Regions from separate parts of the Rattus norvegicus genome. Here region 2 is linked to region 1. Evidence: chromatin contacts called from public Hi-C data. All regions are on one chromosome and are shown on one strand. Each heading gives the region's core, a stretch centred on a gene start, on an enhancer-like site or on the middle of the called end of the contact. The rest is flanking DNA. Distances are from core to core; before and after follow the strand shown.

The links. Hi-C and Micro-C count contacts between places; a contact is called where the count stands out from the background.
Region 2: a contact with region 1 is called in a Hi-C map of kidney, with 2.2 times the contacts expected there. The contact joins the enhancer-like site here to the promoter of Rel in region 1. A contact is called at or near these places in 3 of 12 Hi-C or Micro-C datasets (the A7r5 cell line, kidney and mammary epithelial cells).

What each region holds. Positions count from the first base shown.
Region 1 is chr14:101,918,994-101,924,361 of GRCr8, forward strand. It overlaps Rel (REL proto-oncogene, NF-kB subunit), which reads right to left and starts at 2,945. Exons shown (of 10, transcript NM_001421314.1): 1 at 2,668-2,945. The coding sequence starts at 2,677.
Region 2 is chr14:102,013,644-102,019,011 of GRCr8, forward strand. No RefSeq gene overlaps it. Among named protein-coding and RNA genes, the nearest start is that of Papolg, 46 kb to the right of the region's middle. Within about 2 kb of position 2,403, at least 7 of the 93 cell types and tissues checked have an H3K27ac peak or open chromatin away from gene starts, as enhancers often do. A contact at or near this core is called in kidney, where this site is marked.

The DNA of each region.
Region 1 (5,368 bases), core at 1,695-4,194:
TGCTTCGCTTCTGAAATATCTGTATTTGTGAGCTGTCTTACTTAAAAAAAAAAAAAAAAAAAAAAGGAAGTCATTTGTTTCAGCCAGCCACTCCCAGCCCCCGGCTCCATTATTAAAGGGTAAGCGGTCCCACAGCTATGTTCACTTATGGGGGGGGGGAGGGTTACTGCAATTCACACACAAAAAGTTAGTGAGTAGTAAGGTCTACAAAGATAATTTCTTCCTTCCTGTTATGTGACACAGCAGAATCATATTCAAGGAAAAGTGTGACTAAATACAAACTTTCTACATTTAAAAGTGCATCTCACCGAAGACGGTGGCAATCATTAGCAACCTGTAGTACTCGCCTCACAAAGTAAGGGGCTACCTCCCTCCATTTTGTTCTTTTTAGGAAATAATGAGTAGTTTTAAACATGGACACAAAGTGACTTAAATAGAATAGAACTGCGTGGATAATGACTTCCTAAATATGCAGACTTTGATCGGGAACACTTTTCTGCACTTTGCCTGCTATGATTAATCTCATCAAAAGGCCAGAATCAAAGGACAGTATTGTTTAAAAGGCAATGAAAGTCAGCTTAAGGGCTAGCTAGGAGGTCTTAATTTGCTAACTTACCTGAACAATAATTAGAATCATCATATAAAACCCTGTCTACTCAGGACGTTTATAGAATTCTGCTCATGAGAGTATGATCTATGACACTTTGCCTTTATAAGGCACCACCTATTAAATTACACACACCTATTTACATATGACATCCGGAGAAGGAATGAACGAATGGACGTAAATACCTGGCGATCGACAGAAACACTTCTCAAGGTTTCAGTACTACATCGAAAACAAGAGTCTAAATTACATAATGATAAAATAAGCAGTTTGATGCTTTTAAATGACTTCAAATGGAATGGGAACTTTAAATGTATTTCATAAGTTTTCTCTTATATGGTCTTTATAACTGATACGGCTTCTAGGCTCCTTTAAACTATATTTTCACCTAGTAATTTCAAATAACCGAACTACAATTTAAATTATAGTCTAAATTACAATTTAAAATAGTCTCATTTAGTGCAACCCTTGACAAAAGATCAAAAAGCAAGAAGATAATGACACTACAAGTTTCAGATTTGTTTCTATGTTTGTTGGTTTTTTTTTTCTTTTTTTTTTCTTTTTCTGACAGTACTGAGAACTGAACCCAGGGCTTCACAGAAGCTGGGCAAGTCCAACCCAACTTCTAAATCTTTAAAACTTGCTATTTCTTTTAAAAGTTCCCCCTTTTAACTTTTGGAATCATTTCTATAACAGCACATAATATGTGTCCTTAGGCAAACTGCATTCGTATTAATTTTTAAAATCATAGCTGTCTTACAGTCCTTTAATAAATGATTTTTCTGTTGAAAAATTTCAAGCATTACAGTCGTGCACTCTATTAATAAAATCCTGTTAAGTAGACAAGGGCAGAGCTGTTTTAACAAAGCTTGCCACTCTATACATTTCATACAAAAATCTCTTTCGGATTACCAATGAATTAAACATTTAAAGCCTTTCCGTGCTTCTTAATCTGAACACGAGTTAAATTTACGAATTTACTAGAGTATCTGAAAGTCTGGGTTCATTTAAATGGGTAAAGAGAAAGTTGAAATATTTTAAACTACACTTGTTTTCTCATGAAAACCACAGACAAACTGAAATCAAGTGTCATGTGAAACACCCCAGTTTCCTTTACGGCCTACAGCAGGAGTTATGGCATTGCTCTGCTCAACTCTTAAAGCGGTCACTAAGCTTTCTACTTCCTCTTCTCTGCCAGACGTCGGCTGCCTTCTACTGTGGGTCATTGGGAAGATAAGGGTCAGAGTCCTGCTACAGACTGAAGGTGTCATTTTAGCTCCCACGATGGAAAGCACCCCACCACCACCTCAGCTGCTTGAAGCACCTGCTTTACAAATTGCAGGGCTGTCATACTAGACGCCCCTGTCCTGTAAACTGTTTCTTATAAATGTGTCCTCCTCAAAGCAGGCGATCCAATACTTACTAGTGGCATATAAACACTGACATCAAATGATGACATTTTCATCCCTACCAGTACCTAGTGAAAAAAATCCTCTCGCCCTCTTGCTGAATGTGGGCGCAGGTTTGGGGTTAGGGGTTGAGTGGATCGAGGTCTCTACACTATAAACTAGACAAGCATCTCCTTTAGTTCCTGGGAGCGGAGGTAATGCTTTCGCTTGGAACGAATTAAAACGCCACTGAGGACTTTTACAGCCACACCACATTCTGTACCAAGAGCCATCAGTAACTAGCAAGATTGGACTTAAAAAAGAAAGCTCGTCTGAGGTCCGGAGGTTCCTCTTTTTAGTTTAAAAATGTAAAACCGGGTCTCCATACCCACTCAGTCTTTAAACTCGAGAATTCTCTGCTCGCCTTTACTGAGATTACGCCCTGTGATCCTAAAAGCACGCGGCTGGGAATTTCGAAGGTTCTGGCTATTACCAGGAGATCAGATTACACTGCGCCGCTTTGATTTCACACGCAAACCCTGGAGCAGGTAACTTTTTAAACGGCTGACAATTTGCCAGATGAAAAGACTTGAAAGGCAGACCGTCCCAACCCCAAACCGAGCCCCCGACAGCTCCTTCCCTTGACCCGCAGGTGTTCGCCCCGGTACTCACTCGAGGCCATGGCTCCGCTTCGCGCGCCGCTCGCCGCAGCTTCCAGCGTCGGGCCAGAGGCTGCAAGCCAGCCAGCCAGTCAGTGAGTGAGTGAGTCAGCCAGCCAGCTAGCCCGTCAGTCAGCCAACTAGCCAGCCAGCCAGGGAGGAGGCCGAGCAGCCTCTGCAGCCGCGACCCCAGTCCTCCGACCACCCCCGGGCCTCCTCTTCTTTCCCGGCCCCTCTGGGTTTGCGGCTCACACCTTCCCACCCCCGAATCTTCGCGCTCCGGTCACTAGTGTCCTGGAGTCGCCCTGCCAGGATGCCGCGGCAGGGGCAGGGGGCGGAGCGGACCGCCCGGCGGAACGGGGGGGGATTTCCCGCTGCCTACGTCACCCGCGCCACCGCCTACCCGGGACGAGGGCGGAGCCTCGCGGCGGGCGCGCTTCCCGGCTCCGGCTAGTGCGCTCCGCTCCCGGCAGAGCCACGGCGGCCTGCGCGCTCGCGCGGGGAGCTCCCGGGGGCGCGCGGCGACGGCTCCGCGCGTGAGAAGCCGCTGGCCTCTGAGAAATCCCCCTCCTCCGGAGTCCTTAAAACCGAGGGGCGTGTCCGTGACGTTACGCTGGCCGAGTGGCCGGAGGCGGGCCGGGCGGTGCAGCCGGCTCGCTCCTTGGCCGCCAGAGGCCCGCCCGGGGTTTTCGACCGGTGGTTCCCCCTATTCCCTATTTCGCACATGCAAATCTCCGCCCCCGCGCCGGAGGGCGTGGCTTTGGAGGGGAAGTGCGGAAGCGCGGGCGCCCGCGTTCGGCTGTAAGGCACAGATTTGCATACGGGGACCCCCGCAGCCTTATTTTCCCTCTATATCTACATTACGTCTTTACCTAGCAGAGGTTTTCAGCTGCGCTGCGAGGCCGGTGCCCCATCCTGTATAAATGAACACGACGTCCAGAGATTGACCGAGATACCCACAGCCTGTGGCCTGGACCGAACTTTTAGTGCTTTGACAGGTCTGGCGGAATCTTATTCGCCTTCCCTTGCTAATAGGCACCTGTTCTCTTGGTCTATTAGCATTTCATTGCATACACGAGTATTGGAGTTGATTGGGGTTTGGAGGAGCAGAGGAGCTTTGTCGGTACTTTAGAGTTCTAGAAAGGAAACGCACGATTTAAGTTTAAGATTATCCAGTCCAGTTTAGCGCACTCCCAGCACGCGGGAGGCCGAGGCAGGTGGACTGTCTCAACAACAAAAATAACTCAGGCTTGTCTGGCTCCGCCTCTTGCGTTCTCTAGTCACTTACTAAAATAAGTAATGGACGGGAAATAGACTTGTATGGCCAACAAGGTGTCTTAGGGAGAAACCACTTGCCACCAAGCCTGACAGTCTGAGTTTGATCAGGGAAGGACCGAATCAACTTCCAAAAGTTGTCCTCTTAACTCTGCATGTGCCCAAACGCGTGCGCTTGAAAGGGCACCAAAGTGTGCGTGTGGGGGGAGGGGCGTTGGATATTTAAAATATATACTATTCTCTCATACCAAAAAGAAAAAATCCTGTTGTAGAACTCCCCCAAAGTGAAAGAAACTATTAAAATCTGCTAATTTCAAAGTGTCTTCACAAAGAGTATAAATAGAGTTGTCTTTTAGGTTGAACACAACCGTAGACAAGCCTCAAAGATTTAAATATTAAAAAAAAAAAAAGCAGTTGGCAGAGTTAATTATGTTCAGCACTCCAGAGGCCAAAACCGCAGGATCATAACTTTTAAGCTAGGTTGAGCCACAAAACACCACACACACACACACACACACACACACACACACACTTCAGCCTTTGACACAACCATATCCATATGACACAGTTTCTACTTACTATCTTTATTCAAAGAAGTAACTAGGAAGATACATCTTGAAGCAAAGGGAGGTTTAAATTCTCATGGAGATTTTTAGATCTTGTGCTGGGGGAAGGGTTGTCACTCTACACCTGAAAGGCTGCCTGGGTTTTATACAGACTGGTGTGGAAGTTTTAGTAGTGTGTGGCAATGTCTGTTATCCCAGCATTTGGGAGGTAGAGGTAGGAATAGCAGAGTTTCAAGATCACACTCCGATATCTAATGAGTTTACAAAGCCAGCCAGAGCTATGGGGAGACTGTCTCAAACACAAGCGTACATGAATGTTTACATTACAGTATTTCTATAAAAATAAGGTGGTGGGGGTAGTAGAAATCATTTGGGCTCTACAGAAGGACACTGTGGAAGCCATGTTTCAGCTGAGTCAGTGGTTGCTCCTGGAAACTTCTATGCAATTGATGCACCAGTTCATTCGGAGATTTTATCTTGGCTGGTATGTTACACTGTAACATATGCTTCCGAGGGGCAAGGGCAGGGCATTTAAGCTGTTGCCACAATGAAAATTTTAGAACCATGATGTTGGACTAGTGTTTGTGCAGAAGATGAGGTGAAAGGAAGGCCGGATGTTTGATGGCAGAGTCAGCTGCTAAAATTGAAAAGCAGCTGAGGATTTTTTTATTTTAATGAACTAGAGTTTGACAAAACGGAAGTCGTTAAAGTGGTGGCACAGCTCTTTCCAGTAACCCCAAGACTAGGCAGGCTGATACCAGAGATTCCAAAGTTCAGGGCTAGCCCAGGCTATATGGAGAGACTGCCTATGAAATAAAGAATGGAAGTCATTCGTGAGTGGAGAGCTGTGCCTTAAAGAGGATGAGTATAAAA
Region 2 (5,368 bases), core at 1,153-3,652, 94 kb after region 1:
TGGAGCTCATGACCACCAGGAAGAAAGCACAGAGCCAACCTCTACTCCTGTACACGTTGCCAGATAGTGCCTGCCCTGGCGGTGGCTCTCAAGTTGGGGCAAATTCTACAGAGGCTGTGACTGAGCTGCAGCAGCCACACCGTCTGGCAGCTGGGGGTGAGCTCCAGCGCCCTGGAGCTGAGCTTTGGGTCCCTTCTTCCTCTCCCTCCTTCTATGTATTCTTTTATTCTCCAAGGTCCTGTGGCTAAACCAGTGCCGGGTTTTAGCAGTCTGCTGTTTGTCTTTGAAGGCTGGCAACCCATGTTTCAGGTGCCGTTCAAAGCACAGAGGTATGACCGTACAGTAAGGGTAAAAAAATCCTCAAAACTTCTGCCATAGGAGTTGACTTGAGTGGAAGGGACACTGGCAAGTAACAACAAAACCGTACTGCTAAGAAGTGCAGTCGAGGGGCTGGGGATTTAGCTCAGTGGTAGAGTGCTTGCCTAGCAAGCACAAGGCCCTGGGTTCGGTCCCCAGCTCCGAAAAAAAAAAAAGAAAAAAAAAAAAAAAAAGAAGTGCAGTCGAGTAGCAAGAGTGCCCCAGTAGCTTGTAGGAGGCCTGGGTTCAGGCTCAGCAGAAAAGGCAGACACAGCAGAAGGTGGTCTATGCTACCTCATCGTCTGTACTGCCATCCTCGTGTGGGGGACCAGCACAGCAGGAAAGTGTTTTGTGTGGAAGCCAGGCCGCGTGAGCATGAAGGGGGGAACCTATAGCCAAGCAGAGTCCTGAGAGTAAGGGCCACAGACTGAGTGGAAGGTGTGCTGGGAGGTTTTCCTGGCCCACGGGGAGAGTGTGCTCAGGGGAGACAAAGACATGGAATTTTATGTAGGAAATCCAAAGCGGGTGGATCTGCAGGCAGAAAAGAAGGTTGCCCAGGATTGGGTAAATGGGTGAGCCTGGGGAGGAGAGTTCCGCAGTTCCCTGAGACAGTGGCTGCCCAGCCCTGCGAATGCACGGTTGTTTATGCGAGTGCAGAAGCCTTTTGACACTCGAGGCACCTCTTAACAAAGCTATCTAAAATCAGAGCCAACGTCTGACTGGGGACAGGTCTGTGTGACAGGGCTCTGTGGGGCCCGTGGGCCAGGCGAGGAGGTGTGAGTCTAGGAGAAGAGACAGAATGCTTCCCTGAATTCCCTGAAGGTTTAAAGGGAGTGACTGGGTTTACATTTGAAAAGGGGCAGGCGCCAAGCAAGGCGCAGTCTGTAGCAATCTTAGGGAAAGGTCATGGTGACACCCATAGGTGCTGGAAGCTGAAACTAAGTGTTATTGCACGTGTATAATTTTTGGGGGGTTCTGCAGGGTATGCAGTGTGTGTGGGGGGGGCAGATGGTTGATTTTTTGGTACTAAATGGTACAGTCTCTATTTACCAGGCCGGAGAAGACTGTGAGAGTAAGTCATTTGGAGTTGAAGCTGACGGCTTGTTTTGATAAGTGACGCTTGTGAGGCCTGCGGATAATCTCCTAGGCCAGTGGTAGTTGTCTAGAAAGCAGGGTGGCTAGAGATGAAATCTGAGGTCACCGGCATATTCACGCGGTCTAGTCTTGAGGCTGACTGGATGAGACCTTGAGAATACAGATCCAAGTTAGGGCCTAGGGTCTGGCCCTTTGGACCTCGGGGTTTCCAAGCCAAGGAACTTGCACAACGGAGTGTTTGTCAGCAGCAGCAGACGCAGAGCGCTCCTCCTGAATCTCCGCGCAGACTTCTTTACACGTTGTAAAGCACACCCGATCTCAGCATTTTTGGCTTTGCCGTGTCCTGAACACGGGTTACAAACCGGCTATTTTTGCCAGGAAGATCAGATTCCTACAAAAGACTGGCTCCCAGGTCCTGCTTTCCAGAGGAGCGCCTTTCCTTGCCTTCGGGGCCGTAAGAGTGCAGTCACCTCCTTTATAGAAAGACGCATGGAGTCACTGTTTCTCTAAGTGTCTCTCAGCAGGGCGACTGCTTCTTCAGGGTGAGTGACCGGAGCGCAAGAGCAGGGCCAAGGCTGGAGGCTGCTTCCCTGTAATCCAGTATCAGCGGTGGCGTGCCGCTGCCTGTGCGATGCTGTTAGGAGTGAGTCAGCAAGTGTAACACTTCCAGGGGATTATACAGAACACGAGCACCAGGAGATCATTGCCCAAGTCTTGGAAACTGTCCACGCGTTTTCTCTCTCCCCATATCGCTGCTCCTCTTCCGACCTGGCCCCTCCACACGTGTGTTCCCGAAGCGCCTGCCGTTACTCAGCCTTTGAGGCCCCGCCTCAGCTCCAAGGCACGTCCAAAAACCTACTAATTTAAAAATACATCTTCCACCTCGATCTGTGTGACCTTTGATCTCTCTTTTCCTCCCTCCCTGTTCTTCTTGAGAATGTGACCTTTATTCCTTGCGCGGCTTCCTCCTCCACAGCGGGTTCTGCTTCAGTCACCAGCGACCTCCTAAATGCCAGGTCATGGGGCTGCTGCTTTCTTCAAGTTGACCTCTGCAGCATTTCCTTCTTCTTTTCGCAGTACAGCATGCAGGTGCAGCCGATGCTCACCGCACCCCGCCCTCTCTACAGCCTGCAGGGGCAGCCAATGCTCACTGCACCCCGCCCCCGCTCAGTAGCATGCAGGGGCAGCCGATGCTTTAGTCTCGGCTGTGTTAGCTTCATGTTTTCAATCTCCCCAGTCACTGGAGTTGTAGGGTCAGAGCTGCGTCTCTGGCAGCTCTAATGGGCTAGGCTTGGCAAAGGGCCAATCAGACAGGTGATGGAAAAGCACAGAAAAGAGATTTTTTTTTCAATGTAGACACATTGGGAAGAGGAGCAAACAACAAGGGCCAGGAAATCCCAGCACCCGTTTTCTGGGTCCCGATGCACGGATTTATGCTTAGCCTGAGACAGACTGTCCTGCTGAAGGGCGGTACTGCCCATGGCTGTCTGGACTTCAGGCTGTCTCTCCCGAAGGTGGTGAGTTGTGAGGGCTGAGTGAAGTGTCTTCCTCCTTTGGCAGATGGGATTCCTGGGAGAAATTCTAGTCGTTTGGGGACCATCGGTGACCACAAGGATTCTACAGCAGAGCACAATGTCTCCTCAGAGTCTCTATCTCTACCAGGACGGTCGTGTTCTTTCTTTACCTACCCCGAGTCCGAGATTGCCCAGGCTCTGCTGGCTGGCCCATACCCTCCCCTGCGCCACCCCAGCAAGTCTGTGTTTTATAATTGTTACTGCAGCAACTCCGGTGTGAAGGAAATAACGGTCCTCTTGACTAAAGGCAACTTCAGTCTGACACTGAGCTGGCAGGAAATTAATCTCAGTAATTGTTGAATATCTGCCCGTATTATTTTCTTTTCTTGTTGCTGAGATTAAATGTCTGACCAAAAACAAGACAAACAAACAAACAAACAAACAAACAAACAAACCAAACCCAAACCACCTCAGGACGCGTTTATTTTGACTTCTGAGCAGACAAGCAGGATTTTGGGACGGCTGGTACAGTTGCCTCATCAGTCGGTCAGGAAGCAGAGCAATGACCCTGACGCTCACCTACGGCTCTCCTCACTCAATCCCTGGGGTTAATGCTACCCATATTCAGGGCGGGTCTTCCCTTTTCAGTTAAACTTTGTGGAAGCATGTTCACAGTCACACTCGGGGGGTGTGTTTCCATGGTGATGCTAAATCCCATCGAGCTGATCACAAATATTAGCCATTTTCCTACTTTGGCCAGAAGTGTGCCAAGGCTAGCCCACAAATATTAGCCATTTTCCTACTTAGGCCAGAAGCGTGCCAAGGCTAGCCCATAAGTATTAGCCATTTTCTTACTTCGGTCAGAAGTGTGCCAAGGCTAGCCCACAAATATTAGCCATTTTCCTACTTCAGCCAGAAGTGTGCCAAGGCTAGCCCACAAATATTAGCCATTTTCCTACTTTGGCCAGAAGCGTGCCAAGGCTAGCTCCCCCTGGGATCCCTGCTAGGTATCAAATCCACTGAGCTTTGGTTCTCACTATCAGCTGTGGAGACCGTCCCTGGTCCAACTGAGTCCAGGTTCACCGGTCAATAACCTTGATGATTAGAGCAAAGGAATTTTCTGCAGAGCGTGTGTTCTTGACCCTGGGTCATCCCTCCTAACTGCATCTACTGCTGTGCCCTTTAAGGCTGCAGTGACATAGTAGCAGATCCCAGCCCCTGGGGACATGCTGATATTTTCTCTCTCAGCCCCAGGGTCAAGTCTCTCATTTTCCCCTCACAGCACCCACCCCAGGAATCGTAGCCACCGCTTTGACCTTGTGTTATAACCACCTCAGAGAGGACAGCACAGGCCTAGCCACCTGCTCAGAATGCAGAGGAGGGAGAAAGTACAGCAAATTAATATATGCTAGTGTGGGGGGCTAGCGATCGGGGGATCAATACATTAACTTTTTCTTTTCTGCCCCTCAGTTTCAGGAGGCAAAGATTCACATTCAGTTACTGACACGACTTGATCGCAGACAAGACATGATCTTGGGTCAGCTTCAAATGGGCTTGCTCCACAGTCCGGAGAAGGTACTGAGGGCATGGCCAGAAGGACCCAAAGAGAAAGGCCAGGGTCAGGTCTGCGCATGCTCCACTTTCATCCCCAGACTGTTCCATCAGCTAAAACCCACTTTGGTTGTGCGTTGCAGTGAGGGGTCAACCAGCCAAAAGGTTTTTTCTTCAGCAGAACCCTTTTCCTGGAGCTGGAAAACCATCCGCCCAACCCCCACAGTGATCTGTAGGGATGGCGGTGAGATCTAGAGGCTCCGAACAAGCGTTCCTCCTGATCTGTCACGTATTACCACAAGGGGGCGCCAGGCAGCGCAGATAAAGCACCACCCATCTGAAGTCAGGAGCCTCTCTCCCCAGCCTCCTCTGGTGTTCCCAGAGTTGCCTAGTGATACCAGTACATGCCCTGGGAAAGCGCGCATCATCTTCCACTCTTCCCTCATGTATTTTGTTGGCCGAGCCCGTCCTTTTCCGCCCTCAAAAACCTCTTAAAACTCGTTTTGCCAGCTTGGTTTTCTCTTCCATCTCTTGGGTGGATCATAACATCTCTGGGCCTCTCTTTACCCACAGCATCCATGGAAAGTGGAGCTCTGATTACTTTTCCAGCCAAACACATCCGGTACTTTCTCAACTGGTCCTTCCGATACCATCTAGTTTCCAGAACGTTCATCCTAAATATATATGTAGAATGAGTGTGCTTGGTGGACTACTGAATCCCGCTGGCCCCAACAGCGCAGCCTTCTCAAACCTATGATACCCTCTCTTCCCTTCTTCCCTCTCCCCACCCCCTCACCTGCTGACCCTGGTGCAACTGATTGGTTGTTGAATTGATAGGGAGTTTAATGGTG